Regions from separate parts of the Mus musculus genome. Here region 2 is linked to region 1. Evidence: chromatin contacts called from public promoter capture Hi-C data. All regions are on one chromosome and are shown on one strand. The core of a region is the stretch at or near the end of the contact, and the rest is flanking DNA. Distances in the headings are between cores, read along the strand shown. Region 1 holds the start of 4931414P19Rik (RIKEN cDNA 4931414P19 gene). Region 2 holds the start of Tm9sf1 (transmembrane 9 superfamily member 1).

Region 1 (6,551 bases), core at 3,241-5,740:
AAAACCTGTCTGGAAAAAACAAATAGGTAGAAGAGGTAGTGGTAGGATTAGGAGTTCAAAGCCATTCTTGTCTCTCTAGCAAGGATGAGGCCAGCCTGGGTACAAGTCAAAACAGAAAACAACAAAAATAAGGGCTGGAGTGATGGCTCAGAGGTTAAGAGCACTGTCTGCTCTTCCAGAGACCCTGAGTTCAATTCCCAGCCAACCATAAAGTGACTCATAAGCATCTTTAATGAGGTCTGGTGCCCTCTTCTGGCCTGCAGGCATACATGCAGGCTGAGTGCTGTATACATAATAAATGAATGAATATTTAAAAACAAAACAAAACAAGACAAAAACCCAGCAGCAGTTGGGCGTGGTGGCACACACCTTTAATCCCAGCACTCGGGAGGCAGAGGCAGGCGGATTTCTGAGTTCGAGGCCAGCCTGATCTACAGAGTGAGTTCCAGGACAGCCAGGGCTACACAAAGAAACCCTGTCTCGAAAAAACAAACAAACAAAAAACCCCAAAACCAGCAGCAAAAGAGGTAGGATAATGAGTAAGTCTGAGGGGTACAGATGGGGAGTATCTAAGGGGAGTGCTCCCCTCTTACCCAGAGTAATAGAGGATCTATCTTAGTGTGCACTCTTGGGGTCTTTTCTTTTTCCTCTTATGTTACTGTTTTCTTAGAAGATCGCCTTCTGCCAGGGCCATAACACAAGAATAAAAGTGACCAGCAAGCACTGGCCTTAAGACACAAGGGCTTTATGCTTTAAAATAAACTTCTCTTGTAACCGAGCATCACCAATGTTTTATGTTTATTTCTTGTATGTTTTAATAAATTCTACTTTCCTCGGGAAGCCAGAATCATATTGGGAAAGCTTTAATTACAGTGGGCAAGAAGAAATCGCAGACACAGCAACCAGAACCGCCCCCAGGAGCAGCTGCTGCCTCCTCTCTGACCCAGGCTGCCTCTCCTCTCCCTTAGCCTGCTGACTGTCCTCATCCCTCAGGGCTCCACCAGGCCTGGCCTCAAAGCCAAGCTCTGGTTTCCAGAGGCTATGCCCAACTGAAGCTTAAAAAAAAAAAAAAAAAAAAATCCTAAAATATCTGCTTTGCATTTGTTAATGGGTCAGGCAGAAGGAATTCTACTCATGTCAGCTTCTTGAGGTTATTTAACTCAACTCACTTCTCCCAGAAGCCTTTGCCTTTGAGTTAGGTGCTTAACACAACTCAGTACTTAACCCTTCATAGTTCAGGTTCAGCTGTCACTAGAGACGAATTGCTGACCTGGCTTATTTAAAAGAAAGAAGATACCATGGGTTCAGGGGCAAAAAGTTAAAAACACTTGTTCTTTTTTTTATTTATTTATTGCCAGGCGTGGTAGCACATGCCTTTAATCCCAGCACTTGGGAGGCAGAGGCAGGTGGATCTCTGAGTTTGAGGCCAGCCTGGTCTACAGAGTGAGTTCCAGGACAGCCAGGGCTACACAGAGAAACCCTGTCTCAAAAAACAAAAACAAAAAAGATGTATTTATTTATGTTATTTATATGAGTATACTGTAGCTGTCAGATACAGCAGAAAAGGGCATCAGATCCCATTACAGATGGTTGTGAGCCACCATGTGGTTGCCTGGAATTGAACTCAGAACCTCTGAAAGAGCAGTCAGTGCTCTTAACCACTGAGCCATCTCTCCAGGCCCCAAGAGCACTTGTCCTTATATAGGATCCAGGTTTCATTCCCTAGATGATGGTGGCTTACAAACATGCATGTCTGGAGTTCCAGGGGATCTGATGCCCTCTACTGCCCCCCCTCCCACATAAAAATAATTTTACCTCCATATCAACTCTCTGACATGCATACAATAAATAAACAAGAATAAATTAAAAAGTATCTGTTTAGTATTTATTTAGTGTGTGTGTTCAGGTCAGAGGGAGGGCAACTTGCAGGCCTTTGTGTGTGTGTGTGTGGGGGGGGAGATACTAGAACCATAGTGTACATGTGGAGGTCAGAAAACAATTTGGTTAGAGGACAGCTGTTGGGAGGGGGGAGTGGAGTGGCGGGGGGGGGGGGGAGAATTGGTTCACTCCTTCAGCATCTGGGTCCTGAGGATAGAACATGGATCATCAGGCTTACTGGCAGCTTCCTTTACCTGCTAAGCAATCACTACACACTACCCCCCACCCCTAACTGAACAGAAAATCCACTTTGTGCCCTGGGAGGGTGTAGCCCAGTTGGAGAATATGTGCGTACTTAGCATGAGCAAGGCCATGAGAATGGAAAAAAAAAGTTTCCTTTAGTTCACACAATGTTTGGTCAACATCAGCTGCTATCCCTCAGGAGCTGGCCACTTTGGTGTTTTGTTGTTATTTTATTTTATTTTTTTTTTTGAGACTGACTCTCCCTCACTAGTATCTCAGAGATTAGGTCCCTGGGGCTGGCCAGCAACCCTAAGATCCCAGTGCCTCCTCCTCCACAGAGCTGGGGTTATACATACATGGCCATATGCAGCTCTGTGCGGGCGCCAAGGATGCAGCTCGGGTCCTCTCGTTTAAGCACCAAGCTCTTTACTGAGTGAGGTCCTTTCCCAGTCCCACTTCACAAACGTTAAATAATAATAATAATAATAATAATAATAATAATAATAATAATAATAATAAAAGCAATCAATAAACCAGGCACTGCTTACGGATTTTCATGTAACAAGGAGAAGTTATCACTCCCTCTGAGGTACCCAGAAAGCTGGAATCACAGAGGCAATAAGTGTGAGAAAGGAAGCTACAAGGACTGAGACCAGAGAGAGGAACAGGAAAGTAATGGAGGGAAACCGGGAGACTGTTACTGGATGCAGCAGGGAAAGATGGATAGAGACACTGACAGGCAGAGCTGGACCAGGAGGCTTTGGCGAGGAGGCATACGGAGACTGAGGACGGTGACTGGGAGTAGAAGCTAATGCCCAGTGAAGCCTGTTCCCCTGGAGACAGAGCCATCCTCCGGCCACACATAATGACACATGCCTCTGTGTGTTGTGCCCCTGTACTGTCACAGTCGCTTACCCTCTGTAAGAAGCCATGTCAACATTGCTGTGCAAAGCTGGAGACGTCTGCAGTCTCCTCTTCAACACAGCCAGGCCACAGCCAGAAGCATAGAAACTGCTTCCAGAACAAGAGGGAAAAAGAAACGGGAACACATCTTTTTCTTTTAATGTGGTTAAAGCATGCATCACCATTTTTAGAGTTCTTTTCATTTTCTTTTATAAACTCATAGGTCAGGGGTTCGAGTGAGGAGGAAAAGGCAGGAAGTCCTAGAAAGAAGACTTGAGAAGGGTCATGGGTTTCAGATATTAAAACATAAATAAATAGGTGAGAGAGAGAGAGACGGAGAGGGAGAGGGAGAGGGGGGGGGGAGAAAGAGAACTTAGTGTCCAGCAGAGACACTGGTGAAGGCTGCCAAACCCCTGTGGACTTGAGTTTGATCCTTCAGACCCTCTAGGTGGAGAGAATTCCTGCAAGTTGTCCCCTATTCTTTTTTTTTTTTTTTTTTTTTTTTTTCTTTTTTCTGAGACAGGGTTTCTCTGTATAGCCCTGGCTGTCCTGGAACTCACTTTATAGACCAGGCTGGCCTCGAACTCAGAAATCCGCCTGTCTCTGCCTCCCGAGTGCTGGGATTAAAGGCATGCGCCACCACACCTGGCACAAGTTGTCCCCTAATTGCCACACTTTGCATTGCGGCACGCGAGTGCCCCCACCAAAAGAAAAAATACACACACACACACACACACACACACACACACACACACACACGTATGTATGTATGTATGTTAGTGTGTGTGTGTGTGTGTGTTCGCGCAAACGTTTTATAATAAAAAGGTGCAGTGAGACCGGTTTATGGACTGCTTAAAATCGAGGTTTAAGCAATGGTCTACATGCAGGGTGTGTGAGGGAGACATTTTGGTTTCTTCAGAATGTGGTTTTAGCCTAGTAGGGGAGCCTGGCTCAGGCTGTGCAAAAACAAGCCCCAAGTGTAAGGCTACTTAGCCTCTCACTTGAACAACGTTACACTCATAGATGTTCATGTAAAGGTGGGCTGCTAGACAACTTGTGTGACCCAGAGACACTGGCCTGGGAAACCAAGGGTTGGAGGGCCTCGCCCCCCAAACCTGACGCTCAATCAGCCTAAGAGGTCCCAAGTTCGCTAGTTCTCCCAGCTTAGCAATGTCAGAGGGCGCTCACTCACAGGGTGGTTCTTCTGAGCCTGGCTTGGGGGGCGGGGAGGGAGAACGAGACGGGAAAGATGAGCGGACAGCGAGGAGAAAGGGAAGGGCAGTGGGCGCATCGGCCAGGTCCGGGAGCTCGCGGCCCTCGGGGGCCCCCCGGACGGGCGCCTCGGGTGCGGCGCGTGTGCTTGCGGGCGGGGCGGGCGGCGGCCAATCCGGGCGGGCGGCCGGGAAGGGGCGGGGCTTGTGAGCTCCGGCTCCGCGAGTCCTCCTTTTTTGCACACACACGAATACAAAGAGCCATACGACCTTCGAGTATCCTTTTTCCATTTTTTTTCCTCCTTCATCTTGTGTGCGTTTTCCAAATTTTTAAAAATAGAGATCTGTGGCAGTGCTGGGGTGAGGAAACTGTTGCTAAGGGGAATTTGCTCTTTTCCCCATTTCTTTTCCTGTCTCTCTTTCTCTTTCTTTTTCCTGGTCGAGGTTTAAAAATATACCAAGTTGAGAAGCCGTGTGCAACTGTTCCCAGACCAATTTACAGATTTTTTTTTTCTTTTTGGATCACATTTTAAGAATTGGTAAATTTTGTGGTTGAAGGATTTAAATTTTAGTCGCTTGGGGAAGTATAGATTTGTTTTTAATCGGGTTAAAGCGATAATGTGAATTTCTACCACAGGCAACAGAGAGATTTGAGGTGCCCTCACAAAGCCTTTGGCATGTATTTTAGACACACTCACTCAGAACCAAAACCAAGTGCTGTAGCAGCAATGTAGCAGCGAGTGTGACAGGCCAATAGATTAAATATACTGGGTTATTTTAATTGGGACACTCATTTCCCAGGAGAGAAGGGAAAGCTCTCTCACAGTGTTTTGCACACACAATTTCATGAGGACATTTGTGTGTATGTACACTTAAAACATACCATTTCGTATGGATTCATCTTGTGGTTTATTCTTTGTATTTATGTAAAGTATGTGTATATGTGCTGTTATCGGATTTTATTTTTAAAGTGTTTTCATTTGATTTTATGTGTGTAAAATAGACCTTAGGATGTTTTTTCCCCTCTGTGTTCCCAAATGTGATCAAAACAGGATTTCAAATGCAAAGTAAAGCGTAGAGGAAATCCTGCACTTAGCATACTTAAGAACTTTCATCCTATTGGAATTTACCTTCTTTTCTGCTTCTTTTTATATCAGATTAGTGAATAATTAAATAATTGCCCCAAAGCCTGCAGTCAGTGTGTTTGGCAAACGAAGTGGGGGGGACGGGGACTGAGTGTGTAGTCCAGAGCCTTTTAGTGACTTTTTAAATGCTTTTGGTTTTTTATTGGTTTTCCTTCCTAAACATGCAACTGTGTATATTTTAGCCTTTATGAGTAGTTTTGGGGGGAGGTACCAGAAGGGAATCTCCTGGCATTTTGACAAAGTGACCTTTTATTGGTTGGGATTTGTTTGGAAAACTCCACATCTGGGAAAGTGTGTGAGACAATATTCTAGTCCAGTTACTGAACGGGGGTGGGGGTGGGGTCCTGGGAGGGGTACTTGGGGTAGGGGCAAGAGGAGGCAAACGCAAAACCCAGGAGGGATAAGAAATACAATGTGATTGTTATTTTGCTTTCTGTGAATGCAAAGCTTCCCCCATATCGTCACATTTTTGGAAAAGTGTGTGTGCATTGAAGGACTGTTGCCTGGGGCAGAGGCCCCCCTTCCCTTGGGAGTTCTATGCTGAGACAGGCTTATTAAGAGTTAGACAGGATTTGCCCAAATCCAGTCTGTGTTTAAAGACTTGAGTGAAAACATTATAGTGTATGTGGATGGCAATCAGGGTCGGTTACAATGTTGTAACCGGGAGATTAAAGTGCAAGTTTTCACTACAACCAAACCCCCGTGCTTCTTAGTTCAGTGTTGTGTAGAGACAGCATTTAAAGACACCTAAACAATACCTGCAGTATAATTTATACTAATAAGGAGAATGCCCTGGCTCAGGTTGACTAGACTTATTTACAGTGACTTTTTATTTCCCAGCAATACAAACCAGATTGGGACACAATGATTACTGGTCCCAGGGTGGACCTTCCGCAAGTTTAGACAATGCATATCTTTGAAATGTAGTTATATTCTAGCGAACTTAGTGACCCCAGGAGTGATGGTAACTTTTGTTATCCTTTTGAAGGCTCAGGCACCACAGTAGGCATCACATGTTAACTAACATGACTTCTAAGTCCTAAGACAATAGTTGCCAGCCAGTTTAGCTTAGACTACGTCTTGCGATCTAGGCTCGTCGCCAAGGTCGGTTTTGTTTTGTCTTGTTTTGTTTTGTTTGTGAGAGAGGAATCCATCCCATGGATTGGCTTGG
Region 2 (6,132 bases), core at 1,814-4,313, 1.0 Mb before region 1:
CGTGTGGAGGTTACAGGACCATGCTGGGTGGCTTCCATCGCTGTGCTGTTTTCGCTGTGATAAAACACCAGGACCAAGGCAACTTATAGAAAATAGTTTATTGGCACTGTAGTTCCAGAGGGTCATGTGCTGAACTGCGAGCAGAAGTTGAGCAGACTCAGAGCCTGCTCCAGCACCATCAGTACCACTCTCAAACAAGGTCACACATCCTAAACCTCCCGAAACACCGCCACCAAGTGGGAACCAAAACTTTGAATGCCTGAGACAATGTGGGGCCTTTCATTCGAATCACCACAACCTGGGATGTTTTTGTTTGCTTTGAGACAGGGTCTCAAAACTAAATATCTTCCAATATAAGTGATGACACCATAACTGACTTGTCAGGTCCCACCTACTGAGTATGTGGCCCTGCTGGCACCGCAGGCCCAAAGTCTATTGGAATTCAGCTCTACAACCTGGTACGATTAAAGAACTGCCCAGAGTACATCACAGTTAAGGAGATGCACCCCAGTACTGCTCATCAATGTGCATTAACCAGGCCTGGATAGGTGGTTTGGTAATAAACTGGTAATAATCTCTCATCACAAATAGAAGGTATACCAATTTGTTCAAGACAGAGAGAGAGAGAGAGAGAGAGAGAGAGAGAGAGAGAGAGAGAGAGAGAGAGAAAGAGAAAGAGAGAGAGAGAAACATCCAATATTTCTATGTGAACCCAGAGTATTCCAGAAAGTTAGTATACCTGGAGTAGCATCAGGATATGGCTCTGTAAGGCCTCGTGTTAAGCTATTTTCTACTCTACGTTGTTCCAGTCCAAGTTTGTTATACATAAAAATCAGAACTTGTCAAAAAAAAAATCAGTAGTTAAGAGATCTTTGTGCTTGCTCTTCCAAGATCCTGGGTTTAGTTCCTAGCATCCACACTCAGCAACATGTAACTCCCTCTAATTCAAGCTACAGAGGAACCAACATCCTCTTCTGGCCTCCTTGGGCATCCCTACATCTGTGGCATACATACACAATTGTTTTAAAGCTAGATAGATATGAAAAGGTAGAAATAAAAACAAGAGCTGGGCGGTGATGGCGCACACCTTTAATCCCAGCACTCGGGAGGCAGAGGCAGGCGGATTTCTGAGTTCGAGGCCAGCCTGGTCTACAGAGTGAGTTCCAGGACAGCCAGGGCTACACAGAGAAACACAAACAACAAATGTAGCACAGTGGCTCACCCTGAGACCCCTTGCTGAGGCAAGAGAATCGCTGTAGGTCTGAGGCCAGATGAGGCTGCCGAGACCCGTCTCAATAAAACCTCCAATTAACCAACCCCAGAACCCGATACTCAGCCCCTTCTCTTCCTGAGGTACTGCCGGTTTAACAGTCCTTCCAGCAGTAGTTTGAAAAATGGTCCCAGAGGAAGGTGGCTCAGAGGCTAGCAAGGTGGTTGACATGAAAGAGTATGGGGCCTCTACATCAAGAAAATGATGGAAAACAAAGAATCAGGAAACAAATCAAGGGAGCTTGCGATTTGAGAGGTGCTAAGAGAAGCTTTGATTTCTGGCTTCACTGGGTAGGTCATCCAAAGAAAACTCCAAAGCATCTTAAGTTATTCCTAACCACAGAACTCAGTCAGGCCTGCCTCAGTACCGCAAGCCTTGCACACACTTGCAGTCCCAGCTACTCGCGAAACCGAGGCAGGGCTATTGCTTCGGCAGCAGTTCCAAGGCCAGTCAGGCAACACAGCAAGACTGACTGTCTTGAGGAGGGCAAAGGGGTCAAAACAAAAGCCACTGTGTCTGGCTCAAGCCTAGCTTCCTAGACTCTAACCGCTTCAGGACAGTGGGTGGATCAGAAAAGAACAGTCGTAGGAGTGAGGAAAGAATGGCTGCTTGTGATTTCTCTCAGTACTTGCTTCCGCCAGAATAGAAAAATTGAAGTCAGCTTCCTTCCGTTTGCTCCCATGTTGCCAAGTGAAAGTCACTGTTCAAAAGGGGCAGAGCCCCTTCACAACAGCTTGAGCCAGACAAAAGTAACGCGTTCAAAGAAACCTGCAAAGTTAGGGAGAAGTCCAAACGTCCCACAGACGAACTTGGGAACAAAATGACGGAAGTGAGATGGTACCTGTAAGCTCTGAAACTCTGAAGGCGGAGACTCAAAAGACCCCGGGTTCGAGGTCTGCAGGGACTCCACATTCAAAAAACAAAACAAAAACCTACTTCCGATCAAAAACCGCGCTGTCGGGCTGGTGAGATGGCTCTGTGGGTAAGAGCACCCGACTGCTCTTCCAAAGGTCCCGAGTTCAAATCCCAGCAACCACATGGTGGCTTACAACCATCTCATAACGAGATCTGACTCTCTCTTCTGAAGTGTCTGAGGACAGCTACAGTGTACTTACATATAATAAATAAATAAATCTTAAAAAAAAAACGCGCTGTCAACCCGCACAACTTGCAGGGTGAAATGGCAAACTGTAGGTGCACCTCACCTACCTCCCGCATGCCTGTTGCCAACAATAACCGGTCCGTGCCTCCAGAAAGCCTCGGAGGGGCACCTTTACCAAGGTGTTGGAGGCTACAGGTCCCTGGCGTGGGAACGCGGCACAAAGCCCCGCCCCGCCCAGGTTAGGGACAACTTTCCGCGTCCGGGCCGACCTCAGCAGCCGGGGGCGGGTGCCGCGCTCCCGCTCCCCAGCTGTCTCTCTCCATCCTAGAGAGGACAGCCCAGCCGCGCGAGAGCCCGTGGGAAGCCGCCCGCGACACACCGGCGAGCATCGCGGAGCTCTTGGCTCAGGAGAAGAGCCTTCCCGCCTTCCCGGAGCTGAGGTCCCCGTCGGCGAAGGCGGAAGTGGTAAGACTGACGTGTCCGGGCTGCGGTGCTGCTCGCCGGGACGACCACTGGCATCGCTCGGTGGCTCGGGGAGCGAGCATCGTGGAATCCGTGGCCGGGCCGGATTGCGGGCGAACCAGAGCTCTTCCAGGAGCATTCGAATGAGCCGAGGGCGGACGCCGGCGACGTGGCAGCAGCCGCGGCAATCAGGCGCAGCGGCGGACAACCCGGAGGAGGTCCGTCGTCAGGTCCTCCGCAAGCCTACCGCTCCGGCGCCGCTGTCTGGAAGACCGGGGCAGAAGCCCAAGGGCAGCTACGGGGCCCCGTGAGGCCACTGGCGCCTCTTTGGCCAGCCGGTACCTCGCAGTGAGGACCCTGGAGCTGCGGCGAGTGCCCCTTCCGTAGCAGCGAGCCCGCCGGGCGTTGCTATAGAAACGGGTTGGCACGCGCAGCCCCGGGCTGGGGAGGCCTAGAGGCGTGAACCCTAGGTTGGGAGTACTATTGAGTGCACGCCAGGCCCCGTCTTTGGGATAGATAAGTTCTGTGGTGTGGGGATCGGGAGGCCGAAGGGAGGAGGTGGAGCCAATGGGCACTTGAGAGACCAGAACCGGGTCATCATGATTTGATTCCTAGTTTCTGTAACCACGGGATTCCCCCAACAGGTTCTGCTGCCTTAAGGATGACAGTCCTAGGGTACCCTCGAAGTTGGAGCTGCCATTGTTTGCCAGTCCTGATACTGTTGCTGGGCATAGGCCATGGGCCATGGGTGGAAGGTGTCACACACTACAAGCCCGGCGACCCTGTCATTCTATATGTCAACAAAGTGGGACCCTACCATAACCCTCAGGAAACTTACCACTACTATCAGCTTCCAGTCTGCTGTCCTGAGAAGATCCGCCACAAAAGTCTTAGTTTGGGTGAAGTTCTGGATGGGGACCGAATGGCCGAATCTTTGTACGAGATCCGCTTTCGGGAGAATGTGGAGAAGAGAATTCTGTGTCACATGCAGCTCAGTTCTGCACAGGTCAGCTGCTCTCCGCGGTACATATCACTCAGCCCTCCTTGCTAGGGACTAAGGGTGCCTTGCATCTATGGTACCTTTATGGAAATTATGTTTGGACTCCAACTACAACCCCGTGTACTTGCTTAGATGTTCCAAACTGACTTTTCAAGATAACATGGATCCAGAGATGCAGAGCGGGGAGCTTAGAGCCTAAGGCTCTTCGCTGTCAGTAATAGGTCCCAGAGTCCTGTGCAAGTCTCTCTCCTTCCGTACATGCCTCTGTTTTTTTCCATGACTTTTTTTTTTACTTTTTAGCCTTCCCTGTTACTTTTCTTTTTTTTCCTTTAGCAAATTTTGGAACTTCTTAATTCCAGTCTTTTTATACTTTGCTCCATTTATTTTTCTGAGACTTTATCCTAGCAAAGAGATCCTTGTTCTTTTTTGGGGCTAATATACCAGAATCAGTCAGTGAGTCTCAATGGAAAACAGTTTTGTACCTAGGTACTTTGGCAGTGTATAAAGACATTTGGTTTGGTTGGTTTAGGGGTTTGTTCTTGTTTTGAACATTGAGATAAGGTCTTACTATGTAGCCAAGGCTAGCCTCAAACCCAATAGTAACCTTCTAAGTGCTGGGATAACAGGTTTGTTCTATACCAGATCTCTACCCATCAACTAAGATAGGCTTTCTCTATGTAACAACAGCCCTGGATGTCCTGGAACTCTCTCTGTAGACTAGGATGGCCTTGAACTCACAAGAGATCTACCTGCCTCTGCCTCCCCAGTCCTGGGACTAAAGGCGTGCACCACCGTAGCCCATCTTGGAAATAATTTTGATTGTCACAGCTCAGTGGTACTATTGGTATGTAGTGTGTAAGGATCAAGGATGCTGACCCCTGCCATGCACAGATCAGTATCTCCCTACAACACAGAATTAGCCAAACCAAAATAGGAGTACCGCCAAGTCTTCAAAACCCTGTTTAACTCTGCGAGGCTTTGTGTAACCGACTCCTGGCTTGTTCTTTACAGGTGGAGCAGCTGCGCCAGGCCATTGAGGAATTGTATTACTTTGAGTTTGTGGTCGATGATTTGCCAATCCGTGGTTTTGTGGGCTACATGGAAGAGAGTGGCTTCCTGCCACATAGCCACAAGATAGGCCTCTGGACACATTTGGACTTCCACCTAGAATTCCATGGAGATCGAATTATATTTGCCAATGTTTCGGTGCGGGACGTCAAGCCCCACAGCTTGGATGGGCTGCGGTCTGATGAATTGCTGGGCCTTACTCACACTTACAGTGTGCGCTGGTCTGAGACGTCAGTGGAGCATCGGAGTGACAGGCGCCGAGGTGATGATGGAGGCTTCTTTCCTCGAACCCTGGAAATCCATTGGTTGTCCATCATCAACTCCATGGTGCTTGTGTTTTTACTGGTGGGTTTTGTGGCTGTTATTCTAATGCGTGTGCTTCGAAATGACCTGGCTCGGTACAACCTAGACGAAGAGACGAGCTCTGGCGGCTCTAGTGACGACTTTGACCAGGGCGATAATGGCTGGAAAATTATCCATACAGATGTCTTCCGCTTCCCTCCATACCGTGGTCTGCTCTGTGCTGTGCTTGGTGTGGGCGCCCAGTTCCTGGCCCTTGGCACTGGTGAGGGGATATGAATTGCTCTCAGGGTAGCAGATAGGTCATTAGAAAAGTTCAGTGAGCCGGGCATGGTGGCGCACGCCTTTAATCCAGCTTGGTCTACAAAGTGAGTTCCAGGACAGCCAGGGCTATACAGAGAAACCCTGTCTCTGGAAAAAAAAAACAAAAACAAAACAAAAAAAAAAAAGAAAAAAAGTTCAGTGGATTTCCTCTTGTGTTCAAGGTGAGAAAGAGACCTAAGGGACTCGGTAGCTCTAGTGCGGATGTGTGTGGGTTTTCCTGACTCCAGTAGAACTAGGAAAATCACCTGAGGGACCTGGGTTAAGGGGGATGATTTCTCTGAGGTCGAGAAGAGGTGTTGGTGAGGCCTAACTGGAGCTTTCCACTACTACCTTACAGGCATTATTGTCATGGCGTTGCTTGGCATGTTCAACGTGCACCGTCACGGGGCCATTAACTCAGCAGCGATCTTGTTGTATGCCCTGACCTGCTGCATCTCTGGCTACGTGTCGAGCCACTTCTACCGGCAAATTGGAGGCGAGCGTTGGGTGTGGAACATCATTCTCACCAGCAGCCTCTTCTCTGGTGAGAACACGCCCTGTTATTGGGTCTGCCTGGACTTAGTAACTAAGAACACATCATGGGTCCAGGGGCAGAATCACAGTGCA

What was found. Promoter capture Hi-C pulls out the DNA fragments that hold promoters and counts their contacts.
Region 2: a promoter capture Hi-C map of liver shows a contact between it and region 1, with 4 times the contacts expected there. The contact joins the promoter of Tm9sf1 here to the promoter of 4931414P19Rik in region 1. A contact is called at or near these places in 3 of 39 promoter capture datasets (hippocampal neurons, liver and pre-B cells) and 1 of 9 other capture datasets (liver).

Annotation. Positions count from the first base shown.
Region 1 is chr14:54,603,847-54,610,397 of GRCm38.p6, reverse strand. It overlaps 4931414P19Rik (RIKEN cDNA 4931414P19 gene), which reads left to right and starts at 4,490. Exons shown (of 7, transcript NM_028890.2): 1 at 4,490-4,595.
Region 2 is chr14:55,640,302-55,646,433 of GRCm38.p6, reverse strand. Tm9sf1 (transmembrane 9 superfamily member 1) reads left to right here and starts at 3,063. Exons shown (of 5, transcript NM_001360063.1): 1 at 3,063-3,840; 2 at 4,846-5,467; 3 at 5,864-6,049. The coding sequence starts at 3,496. It also overlaps a transcript of Tssk4 not described here.